3 separate regions of the Sus scrofa genome follow, and regions 2 and 3 are each linked to region 1. Evidence: chromatin contacts called from public Hi-C and HiChIP or PLAC-seq data. All regions are on one chromosome and are shown on one strand. Each heading gives the region's core, a stretch centred on a gene start, on an enhancer-like site or on the middle of the called end of the contact. The rest is flanking DNA. Distances are from core to core; before and after follow the strand shown. Region 1 holds the start of ZNF516 (zinc finger protein 516). Region 2 has its middle 92 kb from the start of ZNF516. Region 3 overlaps ZNF516 (zinc finger protein 516).

What was found. A called contact is a pair of places that touch in the nucleus more often than the background predicts. HiChIP or PLAC-seq counts read pairs in DNA pulled down with a chosen protein or histone mark.
Region 2: a Hi-C map of brain shows a contact between it and region 1, with 4 times the contacts expected there. The contact joins the enhancer-like site here to the promoter of ZNF516 in region 1. A contact is called at or near these places in 1 of 5 promoter capture datasets (liver), 10 of 47 Hi-C or Micro-C datasets (brain, embryonic fibroblasts, epiblast stem cells and 5 more) and 2 of 2 datasets of contacts at active chromatin or transcription factors (alveolar macrophages and skeletal muscle).
Region 3: an H3K27ac HiChIP or PLAC-seq map of skeletal muscle shows a contact between it and region 1. The contact joins the enhancer-like site here to the promoter of ZNF516 in region 1. A contact is called at or near these places in 11 of 47 Hi-C or Micro-C datasets (embryonic fibroblasts, fetal heart ventricle, fetal skeletal muscle and 6 more) and 2 of 2 datasets of contacts at active chromatin or transcription factors (alveolar macrophages and skeletal muscle).

Annotation. Positions count from the first base shown.
Region 1 is chr1:147,985,481-147,989,965 of Sscrofa11.1, forward strand. It overlaps ZNF516 (zinc finger protein 516), which reads left to right and starts at 2,180. Exons shown (of 7, transcript XM_021099077.1): 1 at 2,180-2,296.
Region 2 is chr1:147,893,425-147,897,909 of Sscrofa11.1, forward strand. No RefSeq gene overlaps it. Among named protein-coding and RNA genes, the nearest start is that of ZNF516, 92 kb to the right of the region's middle. Within about 2 kb of position 2,442, at least 56 of the 83 cell types and tissues checked have an H3K27ac peak or open chromatin away from gene starts, as enhancers often do. A contact at or near this core is called in alveolar macrophages, brain, epiblast stem cells and 2 more, where this site is marked.
Region 3 is chr1:148,061,661-148,066,145 of Sscrofa11.1, forward strand. All of the region lies in intron 2 of ZNF516 (zinc finger protein 516), which reads left to right. Among named protein-coding and RNA genes, the nearest start is that of ZNF516, 76 kb to the left of the region's middle. Within about 2 kb of position 1,966, at least 32 of the 83 cell types and tissues checked have an H3K27ac peak or open chromatin away from gene starts, as enhancers often do. A contact at or near this core is called in alveolar macrophages, skeletal muscle and subcutaneous adipose tissue, where this site is marked.

The DNA of each region.
Region 1 (4,485 bases), core at 930-3,429:
CCATTTGCTGCTTCATTGTTGGTTTACATTTTTTGAAAAGGCGACTGGTGTAACCTGTGGAATTTGAAATGCAAATAAAAGCCTGTGGGAGTTGAGGCAGAACAAATCAGCATTTATAAAGTGAAAAAGATTTAATGTCTTTGAAATCATTGCGGAGGAAAAAAACTGGAGAGGGGGAGCGATTTTTCAGCGAGTGAATTGTGACGTCAGGTCTTTTTGGAAAAGATGTTATTTTTAAGGTCTGAAACCCGGGTATGTAAAGTGCTTACAGGAAAAACAGATTACAAGATTAACATCTGTTAACATGATCCTTTATCTCCAGCCAAAAATAGGTCAGTTCTTTCTTAAGGAAACACGATTGCTGGCGTGTGTTTAAATAATAAAATTAAAATAATGAGTTCATCAATTAGGACCGGCGTTTGATACAATCTGACCTGTGAAAAACATTTTTTAATTTCGAGATCAATGAAAGGTCAAAGTCCCTTTTGGGTGTTGAGAACAACTCTTCTCCCTGCGTCCACCCCTCCCGGATGACCCCCTCCTTTTTACAGCGAGCTGCCTCTCCGCCCCCATCCCGATTGCTAATTTCCCCTTTCATCCACTGTGGAAGTAGAAAATAGATTTAAATGGATATCGTATGATGCCTCCCTCGTTTAAAGAAGGCAAACTCTCGGTGCAGAAGGCTAACTTTCAGAGCTCTGCTGTTGTTTTACCAATAAATGAAGGGGGGGTGGTGGAAGGAAACAGCCTTGCAAAGTCTCCCTGCCCCCTGGGTGTGAGTGACGGCTCTCCGGGCCAATCCGCAGCGGCTTTCTCCATCCCGGAGGTAATTTGGGGTGTGAGTGTGTACGCGCGCGCGCGTGCATGCGCCCATGTGTCTGCACACTAAGTCCGACCAGCCCCGCGCATCCGCAGGGTCCTGATTTGCACAGTTATGAGCTGTATACACGGACACGCTATTATCTGAATCTTTGCAGCTAGGTGGGCATGCAGCATTCCAAATAGAGACCTTGCCTCCTCCGAGTGTTCTGTAAAGAACGGGCAAAAGAAGTGCTTTCGGATGCAAGTCGAAACCTGCAGAAGGGGAAGAAAAGGAGGGATGTGATTATGCTTCTCAGAGGTTGGGGGATCGAAATGTGTGGTTCCTTCCGTCTCGTTCCCACGCGGCAGGCGCGCCCTGAGCGCCTGGGGTCAGAGTGATGGATTCTACTCGTCACTCGCTAGGCGTATCGAGGTCCAGGATTGTTGAAACTGTTGTTAACTCTAGAAAAAGTGAAGGACAGCATGTACCTTCCAACTTCAAATTTTATTTTCTCACTGGAAGTTGATATTTAGGCCGTGGCAAATTATAGAATGTGACCTGCCCAGGGTCAGTGCAATTTTACTGCCCACCTACTTAAGAATGCGAAGCACTGGCAACGGCTCCCCGGCACAATGGGCACATTCACCGGCGGAGTGCGTCACGGGCCCCCCCACGTTTCCTCTGGGTTTAGTAGGGCACCAACTTCTCTAGGAATATTAGTAGTGCTCTGTGTGTGTGTGTGTGTGTGTGTGTGTGTGTGTAAGGGACCAAGGAGCAGCTCTGTTCAGTGCTGGAGTTGCTTTGCTGCTTCGCTCAGAGATGGATGCTGCTGCTGCAGGGAACGGGTTAAGGACACACGTGTACCCCCTCCTTCCCCGAGACCCCTGCAGGGGGATCCCTGGGAGGGATCCCGCGCCCGGGCCTCGTCCACGCACAGTGTGTCCGCCTGCAGGGCCGCACGGAGGTCATCCCGATAGTCCACTGGCCAACCCAGGAGACCTTCGTCCTCCCCCAGCAAGATCCTAACTCGGTTACAAGGTGGGGTCCAGCCCGCGTCGCCCGCCGGGCCATTTCCGCTCCCTAAATCCGAATACTACCCGATTCTGCCCCTCTCCTTCCCCAATCTCTGTGAGATCGCGGATTGAGGAATGGGCAGTAGGGGGAGGTGTCGCTGGATTAAATCATTCCTATTTCTGTTTCTCCCGCGGGTGCGGCGCTGGTCCCAGGGCGCCTGACGGGGGGAGGGGGGTAGTATTTACCTGCCCGCCCCGCGGCTTGGGCTGCGGCCTCTGGAGGCCCAGTTTACTGGGGGAGGGCTGTAGGCGGGGAGGGATGGGCGGAGAGGTGGGGGAGGACCCGGCCCGCGCCCCCGCCCCCCGGTGCCCGCCCCCCGCCCCCGTCATGTGGAGCGGACGTCACAAGCCTGCACTGTAACCCAAGAAGTGAAAGAGACGGGGACCCACGGCCCAACTTCGCACCGTAACAAAGGCGGGGGTCCGTGCGGGCCGGGGGAGGGGGTCTGGCCGGGGACGGATCGGGGGAATGGGTCTGGGGGGGTGGGGCAGGCAGGGCCCGGGGCTGCGTGGGGGCGGGAGAATGGGGGGCCTGGCCCGGGAGTGAGGGCCTGGTCTGGGAGTAGGGTCCTGACTGGGGCGGGGTCTGCTCGGGGCTGGGGCAGTGGGGACCCGGGAGGGGGTTAGCTGGAGTGGGGGATGAGGGCCGGGGCGGGAGTCTGAAGGGGGCGGGGGAGTGAGAGCTCCGACTGGGGTCTGCGGGGGTAGGGGGAGTGTGGGCCGGGACGGGGGTCTGTGGGGGCGGGGGAGTGGGGGCCGGGGCCCTGGGTGCGCGTGGCTGCGCGGACCGCGCTCCAGGCGCCGAGGCGCTGCCCAGGCCAGGTAATTGGTTTCTATTTTAAACTTCACTTTGTCCGGGCGGAGGTGGGGCGGTGGGAAAGGCGTGGCCCCTGCGCGATTACATAAGTGTTCATACCTGATTAGGTCCCAGGCCGGGGCCAGCGCGCGGATTTGGGCGCTAGCCGCCGGTGGGCACCGGCTCGGGCATCCTTGTGCGGGGTTGAGGCGCGTGGAGTTGCGTCCTGCCCGTGGGACCTGATGCTTGTCCGCCGTGGGACCCGCATGCAATCTGGGCTGGAGCTGGAAGCCCCGGGTGTCCGTGGCGGGGGGCCGAGCCTGTCGGCAGGGTCTATACTGTAACAAAGGGCAGGGCTGCGGGACCTTGGGCGGCGCAGAGCACTGACTTAAAGGAGAGTCACAAAAGTCTGAATTAAACGTGCAACCGGAAGGCATTTTCCCCCACGAACGTGCCCTTAGGTCTCAAATCTTGATTAAAGATGATTTAAACATTGAGGTGCTCGCACCCCGTGGCTATGTAATAAATACACTTAAAGGACTGCTGAGAGGCGATGGGAGGGTGGGTCTTCTCCCTACAGGATCTTCTCCAGATTATTTTTCACGCTGCCCTATTAATATGATTGGAGTATTTTGGTTTAGGAATGTAAGTGCTACTTTAAGGAACTAGGCATGCGTGCTATTTGGTAGGATCTTTCTCCTGCCCCTCAAAAAAGAGCTCATTTTATCATTTGTTTGTTCCTCCTTCATATTCTCTTGCATTCTTTGATTGCCGCGTCAAAATAGCTGTGTTACTTATATTTACACAGACTGGCCAGAATTAAATAGACCACATGCCACTGCCACACATGAATTGGAGCATTTTCCTCTCCGTGTAACATTGGAGGGTGTGGAGCTGGCCTTAGGAACCTGGGTCTGAGAGTTCAGCTCCTTGAGAAGGACAGACTTGGTTTCACAACAGCGACTCCTGAATTGTGCTGAATGGGCCTGGGGGTGCCCCCCCTCCAGCCACTCAAGTATTTTGGTAGTGGAATTAGAATTTTGATGTGTTAAGATATAAATATATTATGTCAAGTATTTTTCTAGTTTGTTAGTAGGGCTTTGTTTTGTTAAACTTGTTTGAATATACTGAAACAGCACATCAAAAAAAAAAAAAAAAATCCCAAAAGGTGTGCAGTAAAGCTATCTAAGAGGAATGAGAATGTCTCTAAAATGAAACAAAGTGGCCAGGAAGCATATTTGGTAGGTCCAGGAGTCAACAGTGGAAAGAGAGAGAGAGGAGTTTTGCTTAGTTTTGTTTCTGAAAGCTTTTGTTTGTCAGAGTAATCTTTCCAAATGGTTTAGGATACTGAAACATAACTCCATCAAGAACTTTAAGTTTTGGATGTGTTAAGTGGCATTAGTCACTGATGACCCGAGAATAGTTTACGTCGCCAGTGTTAATCCCATTGTTACTTGTATAAGACCTTTTAAGTTGACTAATTTAGAGATTAAAGTTTTCTTGGGACTCTGAAGTTCCACCTTTCTTTCTAAGATGTTGTTTTAGAGACCAATACAGAGTGGATAGAATGAGAGATGGTTTTAAAAACAGGTCGGTGCTAAAATCACCTTGTCTCCACTTCCATGAATTAAACTTTAACTTCATTTACCTTACTTGCTCCTTCGTGGGGATATTTGAGTCTCATAGGTGGAGCATTTGATGTGGAGATTAAGTTTAGCAACAGTTATGTGCAAAAGGAAAGGAGACTTCTTTAAAGAATAACTCAAACTGAGGTAAACTCTTCACAGATGGTTTTCAGCCTTACTAAATAGGGA
Region 2 (4,485 bases), core at 1,192-3,691, 92 kb before region 1:
TGGAAAAAGGAGGCTCAGATTTTATACTCTGACGACCCGGCCAAGAAGCTATATTTATCATCTGTTAAATGCCACTAACCGATTTCAGCTAGATCTAGGTTCAGTGTTAAAATTTAGATGAAACAAGCAGCATCATTAAACAATCAGACAAGGGCCTGATTTTCTTTTTTTAAAAAAGCATAGCAAACCACCCTACAACTCTGGGATCAGTATGTGTAGAAACGTGTAGAGACACCAAGGGGCCAGGCTGAGCACACAGGCACCCAGGCGTCCATGCCACGTGGGGGTCGCCACCCGCCCAAGGAACCGTGGCCTTTCAGGAGGGACCGCCTTTTCTGCAAAAGAGGAGCTCAATAAATATTTATAGAACAAATGAGTGAATGAATTTCACTTGAATTAAACATGATTCGTCTGTGCTCAGCATAATTCACTTTCACTTCAGCGGTCTGAAGCCAGGCTGAAAAGTGTTCTCTGAAACCATAGAGCAGAGAAGTTTCCCCGTGCTGTTGTCCCTGGAGACGCCTCCAACCTGGGCAAGCGGCAGAAGGAAGCCCTAACTCACAGCCGCTTGCCAGAATATTTTTATTAAAGAAGGAACTGCCGTCTGTGTGAACAGCGGATGATGGTATCCAGTGACAGCCTTTGGCCACCATCAGTTTCATGTTCAACCTGGTTGCTCACTGGTTTCAAACTCAGGACACAAGTGACACTAAGGCATCTTTAGTATTATTATTTTTTTTAATCTTTGGGGAACAAACATAAATGGAGGAAAGTAACAAGTACAGATTAAATATGAGGCAGGTCCAGGCTTTTAATATGACTGTTTTTAACTTGCCAGATAATCAGAGCATTAAATGAAGGCGTAATTTGTCAGCCAGAAGCTCCTCTATTGTTCCCTGAAGCAAGTGGCAAGGGGGGGAGGGGGTGTCGGACTAATTCAATTCACTGGGGAACCAGTGTTTACATCCGCGAATCCTAATGGAAAGGCACACAGTTTCCAAACTGGAACAAATAAATAAGGATGCTCTTTGCCACTAAAGTAGGGGAGCCTTGCTGTATCTCTTTCTTGAATGGGGGAAGCCATGTTTTGAAGGACCATTTTCTTCCATGTGGAAATATTTATTTGCTGGCTCCTGCAGTGCTGCCAGGAAGTGCTAAAGCATCTCCTGTTAGAGTTTCAGAAGCAAATTGCTTCTGCACCGTTGTCTTGAGTTGCTGGATTAGGCTGTGTTTTCTCTGCCTCTCCCTGACGACTTCATCAATCTTTTTTTTTTTTTTTTTTTTTTTTTTTACTATAAGAGACTTTCATTTATTGCTCCTAGAAAGCCAGGGGCATCGTAGTGGATTTCTTTGGCAGAATCCTTGTTTCATTATCGAGAACCTGCGATGTGCTGGGGGATGGAGAGAGGTGGGGTCGCCTGACCAGGGCCCTCCTAGGTCCAGCTGTTGCACCAGGGACCCTCCTAGGCTTCCCCCCACCTTGAGCTGAGGGGAAGTGTGCTTTTTTGTGACACACACTGACTTGAATCCTTCAGAGATTTAAAAGATGACCTCTTTGCGCCCACACTTCGCCGTTGCCAGCGGGAAGAAGAGAGTTGCCAGGATTTTTGGCTCCTGAGGCTCTGGGCAAAGGCACAAAATGGGATGGAGGGAGGGGTGTGGGGAGAGGAGGGCTCTCCCAAGTGCCTGTTTTGCCTGGTTTACAAATACGCTTAGGTTGCACTTAGTCCTTGTGCTTTTAAAAGTGAAATTTTGGCATTGTGCAGTTAATCCAGACTAAAGCTCTTTGGTATATTGACTTAAAAGGGCTTCAAATGGCCAAACCTCTGCGGCTTGGGGAACATCTCTGGAAAGGTTCAATGGAGCCATTTTCTAAAGCTTTGTGGCACAAGCCCAGGATTCTCGGCCCCACTGAAGCTGCTGAGGGAAACGGGGTTCTCCCAGCAAAGCTGCCGCTCCTGTCTGGCCGCCTCTGAGTTGACAGGGGAACCGCGAGCGCTGAAGGGCTACAGGCACAGCCATGCAAGCATCTCCTTTGCAGCGAGCAAAACTGCATAATCTCTGTCTGTGTGGCCGCGGCCTCCAGAGAAACTAGCAAGATCCGGAAGAGGCCGAGGAGGCGCGGCCCAGGCCGGCCAGCAGGGGGCGCCACGGGCCCCGCCGAGACAAAGGCCGCCGCGCAGAGCCGGGAAATGGAGGCCGCGCTGGAGCCGCGGGCCCAGGAAGAACTGTTCCCTCCCTGGCCCAGCCGAGCCGCCGCCTAAATCCCAGCCCAGCGCCTCCCTGGTGGGCTGAGCCCACATCTTTACTAGGATGTCGCGGGCATCTGTCCCCTCATCACCAGAGCGGCTGTGAAGCGGGCCGCGATCCTGGGACCCGGGGCCGGCGTCCTCAGGGCCTGAGTGTCCCCTGCTCTGTGCGGCGACAAACCCGAGTCCCGCTGGGCCACCGGCCGGGGCACGTACTCCGGCATGGTGACCTGCCGGGTGGTGGCCTCATTCCAGGCCAGGCGACTGGGCGACCGGGAGAGCAGCCCGCCTTCCGCTCCCGGGAGTTTGCACGATCTGCAGGCACACGCGGCGCAGGCGATCCGTGGATTTTTTAAGGGGCCCCGGCCGCGCTCCGCGACCCTGGAGCCCAGAATGTTAACAAAATTGCTTTCATGTTGCCGGTCACGTGACCGCCGGGGCCCTCCTCCCTATCTCACCTGGTTCAGAACCCGCCCTTCCGTCTTGCAAGGGTATCCCTAGCCTGTGGGCCCGGACGCTGAGCCTGCGAGACTGCTGTCAGGCTCCAGTGCAAGTTGGGTCAAAGAGGCTTGACTGGACCTGCTGGGGGAGCGCAGGGCCTCTAATGAGTCCTCAGTTCACTCCGGCCTTCGGAGAACAAAAAGAGGCCTGTGAGTCATGGCCAGCCAGCTTCTCTCCCTCAAGCCCTAGACACAGGGAAGCATCTCCTCCCAAGCAGGCCACACCTGTGCCAGCTGCGGATGCTCCCGGCCCTGCTCGGCATTCCTGGGCCCTTTTGTCACGCTGCCCCACATGTTTGGGAATTTAATCCACGTTTCACTTTCCCTGGCCACATGGCCTGGTCTTTCCCAATGTTTAGCTGGAAAAAAAAAATCAAAGCCAAGTTTTGGAATTAAACTTCCTGTGTATCTTTGACACATTATAAGAGAGATAGGGAAGAAAGAATTAGGAGCCAGCTTCTGCAGTACTGGTACTTTCCCCTGTGCCCCAGGGAACCAGAGCCCATGCGCCCTCCCCTCCAGAGTTGAGGAAGCGCTGAATATGGTGATTAGGACAGACTGCATTGGATACACTTTCTTTTTTAAGATAAAAGTTTTATTTCAGAGAGAAGCACAAAGCCTCCACTGTCGTGGATAAGCCAGGCCTCGCAGGGACTCAAGGACCTTCCAGAGGGAAACAAAAGGCATTGGCTCTTGATTAAGAAAAGTCAGTGGTGGCCCAGCCCCTGGGGCCTCTCTGTCCCTTCCCTGGGTGCTCACTGCACAGGACTCTGAGCTCTCTCCTCAGGGACAGTTCTGCTCCTTACCTCTCAGACCCCTTACTCCCCCGAAACCCCTCAGCAGATAGGACTGGGTTTACCTCCTGGATTCCCAGGGGGTTCTCACTGGCACCCTGTAGAGCCCCAGCCTTGACCTTCCTCCATGCTTACTTTGGCCCCCTTGGACCTACTCCACTCAAACATCCGATGGCTCCATGTGTATGGATTGAGCACCAAGTGCAGTCCAGAGCACAATTCACTGCCCTGTCTTGGGGCGTAAAACCTACCCTTCCCCTAGTTCACCCTTAACTTGACTTCTCTTTTTTACCCCTCTCTCTATCCATTATCCCCCATAGATGGCATTTTTAACTTCATCCCTCCTTCCTCTTCTTCTTACAAAGTGAAAAGTGAGCATCGTCTCCAAGCCCTAAGCAAACCCTGAAGGACCTTCCCTTTTCTTTACCATCTAAATCTTAAAGGGAACAGGGTTTTTTTGGTTGTTTTGTTTTGTTTTGTTTTTGTCTTTTTATCTTTTCTAGGGCCGTTCCTGCGGCATAGGGAGGTTCCCAGGCTAGGGGTCTAATCGGAGCTATAGCCACTGGCCTACACCAGAGCCACAGCAACGCCAGATCCAAGCCATGTCTGCGACCTACACCACAACTCATGGCAACGCCGGATCCTCAACCCACATCCTCATGGATACTAGTCGGGTTTTTTTCTGTTGCACCACAACAGGAATTCTCTAGGTTTTTTGTTTGGTTTGTTTGTTTGTTTGTTTGTTTTTGCTTTTCCTGTGGGTCAGGAATTTAGCACTGGCTTAAGCTGGTGGTTCTGGCTCAGGATCACTAAAGAGATTGCATGAATGTGTCCCTTGGGGCTGTGGTCACCTGCAGGCCACTTCCAGAATGGTGACTCAACAGCAGGCTGGCTGGTCCTACATCGAGTGAAGTCTGCTCAGGGCTGTTGGTTTGTCCTACT
Region 3 (4,485 bases), core at 716-3,215, 76 kb after region 1:
GGGGTCAGCCCCTATGAGGGGCTGGCTGTTGGGGCTTGTGTCCTATTGATTTTGGTCTCAGCCCCTCAGGAAGGAGGTGTCAGCCTATTTTATTGAGGGGGAGTGAGGCTCTGGGTTCACACCTGGGCCCCCTCGCTTGGAACTGGGTTCCGACAGGTGGGTCTTACTGATGGGGCCCCCAGGCTTTGGTATCTGAGCCACCCAGGCGGGATGAGGTTGGAGCTGAGGGGGCCACTGGGCTGCCGTCTCACCTCAGGCTTAGGGCTCCATGTCTCTGACTCTGAGAAGGGGTTGTCCAGGTTCGAGGGGGCTCGCTGCTGGTGGTGAAGGAGTGTTGCAGACACCTGGGAATTTGTCCATCTTCTGGGTCTACAAAAAAGTTGGCAGCAAAAGCCTAGAAACTCCCATCCATGTAGATGCGTTAGCAAGACTGAGGGGCTGGCTTGGAAAGGAAGGCATAGCCAGGCCTGAGAACTGCTTTCACAGGCTTTTATGCTTGCTTTAAGAATTAGATGAACTGAGGCTTCGGGTGCAGAAGCAGGTGAGAGTTACCTGGCAGTGAAGGAGTCAGGTGTCCACACACAGGGACACTTGCTCAGGGTTATTGTGACCTGAAGAGCTGGCAGCCGGGGGTGGCCGTCCTGAAGCAGAGGCCTGTCCTGCTCAGTGATGCTGTCCTGGGGCTGGAGATGGAGCCCCAGGCAGACGTCAGCAGCCCTCTGTGGACCTTCCATGTGGGGCTGGGAGGGGCACTGGAGTGACAGCACTGTGCTGTGCGGTCTAGTGGGCAAGGACCAGGCCTGCCGTCACCCAGTGGGTTTCAGGTGGGATCCGAGCCCCAGGGAGCTTTTGATGGCACCAGAGATTGGGGAGCGTGACAGGCCTTTGCCCTGCTCAAATCCAGCAGTGAAGCTCTGCGGTTAAAACCACATGTGTTCACTGTGTGCTGTGTGAGTGAGTCATAGACAGACATGGGGACGTTTCCTAAAAATACAGAGGGATTTATGACTGTGGTTGTCTAACGGGGAGATGCTTCCCTGTGGCTTGTTAACTGTGATCGAGCCACTGTTAGAACCCATCAGCCGAGCTGTTTCAGATAAGTTCAGGATGCCTTGCCAAAGCTGCTGGCGGTGGGGTGGGGGGGAGAGGTGAGTGGAGGCTGAGGTCTCTGTCCTGGTGACCTGTCCCCCACCTGGCAGAGCGCAGATGTCACCATGTCGGCCCCAGGCCTGGGGTCCTGGCTGCGTCCCGGGAACTTGCAGAAGAGCACATGGCCTTTAGCCGAGTGGTGGCCATGACTATGGTGCAGGGAACCGCAGGGCTCCGCCTGCAGCTGTGGTTCTGAAGACACAGCCACGATGGCGTGTGACTATAATTTTTGTCCAGACTCTAAAAATAAGAACTTTTTCCTATTTTTCTTTTACAGTTAGGTGTGTTAGCTTTAGCGTGTGTTTTCTAGAAATCAAGACATGGAGAGACGTCATTGAGTAGAAGAAATTAGAAGGGACCCTGTGATCCCCACGTGTTTAGTTCATGGTGGTGCCTGCGCTTGGCCACTTGAGGTTTTTAAGGGGATGAATTGATGCGCTCAGCTTTTAAAAATAGCCTCAACACACACACACATTTTCTCCTTTTAAAGAATGGTGTATTCATTGGGGTTTGAGTTCTGGACTTTGTAATCATCTGGCTGTGGGAAAAGGAGCGCATTCTCAGACTCGGGGTCACGTGTGTAATTATCTGGCTGGGCAGTGGCTGCCCCTGGGCGACCCTCCAGCCCAAACACACTTCGATGCTTCTGTGGGAAACTGAGTGTGTGAGCCTGCGCGTGTACTTGGGACCGTGTGTGCAAGGCGGACATGCATCTCACACACGTGCCTGGCGTGCATGCATGCCACCTCTGTGCCTGTGAGGAGGGAAGGATCTGGATAGACAGGAGAGGGTGCGGGCTCAGCGGCAGTGCCTAGGGCGGCCCTGGGGTGACTCAGCAGCTTTGCGGAGAAATACCGGCCACGGACACACTCCGTCTGTGAATGTGCTTTATCCTGGCGCTAGCTCTGCGTCCAGGATCAGTAGTTCTTTTCAGTCCTGAGCACACCTGTAAGCTGTCAGCATTTGGAGAGAAGTGGAAGTTATAAATGGAGGGTGACGGGGACATAGCAGCCTGGAAAAGGTGTTTTTTAGGTCAGAGAAGGAACAGTGTCAGTGGCTGCTGTTCTTAAAAAATGGGTTTAGAGAACAGAACCTAAATGCTCAGAGCAGGGGTGATTTTTCCCATCACTTCCCGTCTCACATCACGCCGGGCTTTTAGTCTGGGCCTAACTTGGTGTTCTGGGGAGAGCGTGGGTCCCTGTCCCTCAGGGGATCAATGTGGGTGCCGAGGGAGAGCAGCTCGTAGACGCCTCAGGACGGCAGAGCAGGGATTCAGAGGGACCTTCTGGTGACGGTACGTGGCTGGGCTGCTGCTTTCACCCTCAAGTTCGAGTTCACTTGTCCGCAGGTTGATGATCAGCAGTGCGCCCCCCCCCCCCCCCCCGGATACGTGTACTCTGCTCCCTACTGAATTCCGAGCAGCATCGAAGCCACTCCTGGGCTTTATCTGAAGAGCAAATAAATTACTTGCGACCAAGATGACGTCTTTAGTAAGTAGAAGACTGGGTACTGAGATGTGGCTTTTGTGTCCTCAAAATGGGTCCTCAGAGAGCTGTCCCCACCCCGGGATGGCCGCCGCCTCCTCCCACAACGTGCACGTGCACATCCCCACGGAGCAGCTGCCCACTTGCAGCCGTGCAAGGAGTATGGATGTTGTATCGCCCTTCAGAGCTGAGCATGGCCTGAAGCTCCCGCCTGAATGGAAGAGGTGGCCGGCCCCTTCCCCTTTGCTCCGGATCTCTCTCCAGGCTGGGGACGGGCCAGTGGAGGTGGAGGGACCGGGCTGAGGGCCTTTCTTTTCCAGCCCATTTGATAGAGTTTGACGGAAAACCCTTTACTTGAGCTTTCAACATTTTTAATTCATAGCTTCACAGCTCCCAGTTAGCCAACCGAGCTCTTGGAAAACAGTCACAGAAATATGACACTGTAACTCCTCAAAATAGAAATATGACTAAAGGACTGAAAAAATAAACGTTCGTAATTGGGGCTTTCCCAAGATTTTTCTGAGTGGCATTGCTCCATTGAGTTGTAATTCTTTTCTGGACTTTTTAAAAACTTGTTAAATTGAAGGTGAGCTATAAACCTGGAGAAAACTAAAGCCATGCAACAAAGGGGAATATTTCCCCTTTATGTAAAAAAGGAGAGAAAACTGAAAACCGAAGAATGAAGAAGTTCATGAAGAAGAAATGCCTTTATGCTTTGAGGGTTTGTTTTTGTTTTGCATTTTCATGAACAACAGTGTAACTACAACCCATTGTACGGCAAGCCTGGGCAGCCTGCCTGAGATTCCAGAGACAGTTTAGCGATGTGATTTGGGAAGTTTTACTTAAATTATTAAGTAAAACATGAAATAATTCTTTCCATTAAGTGTCTCTGGTGGAGTGAAACTTGTGAGATTTAAAATTCGTGTGGTAGGTTGAACTCTTCGTGGAAGCAATAGAGAAAATCTCTGTATTTCATACTCATTTATACATGTATAACCATAAAAGGCTACAGGATCATGGCAGCCACGCTGGCTTCTGGTGAGGGTGAGATTACCAGCCAAACCAGCTGGTGCTGCCTGATTAATCTCCCCCCTGGTTCCCACCTTGTGCTCAGGCCTTGGTAGTTCAGTTAACTCAGGACAAGGTCAGGACAGTCCTGGTTCCACATTGGTGGGAGGATGTTGAATGAAGCCAGGAGGCGTGTTTATTGTGTCGAGTCAGCGTCATGACATCATAAAGGTTTAAGTTTGTGGGATGCAGATAGCACATCTTGCCCAGTGCCTGGAAACACTTCTGCCGCCTTATCTGAGGACACATGTGTCAAGGACCCAGGAGTGAAAAGAATGTTGATTTTAACATAAAGTTCTGTGTATAACAGACGAGGAAGGTCAGGCCATGTGGGCTATTTCCCCTTTGAAACCTGGTTTCTGTGTGTTTTTGTCCAAAAACAGGACGTTTGAAGATGTTGCCTGTAATCTTACCCCAAAGTCGAATGCCATAAATGCATCATTTCATCCAAGTTCAATTTAGCCACCGAATTCAAGTGTATCACTAGTTTGAAGCCCTCCTCACGTTAACCCCTGAAAATAGACATATCAGAATGTAAGACACTTTAAAATCTTTTTGATGACCTTGCATCCATTTCAACTACATTTTCTCTGTACGGATCACGTTGGTTCAAGAGAAATAGCACAGCTGTATTGACGTGGGTTTACAGCAAGTTCTGGGCGTCCCTCTTTTGCTAATAAATACCTGCTGTTTAAAAGAAGATGCCTCCTCAGCCGGGTTTCTGAAATCCCGGACCACACACGATGAGCGGGTGCAGGGAACCCGGTCGTGGGCTGTGAGCCGG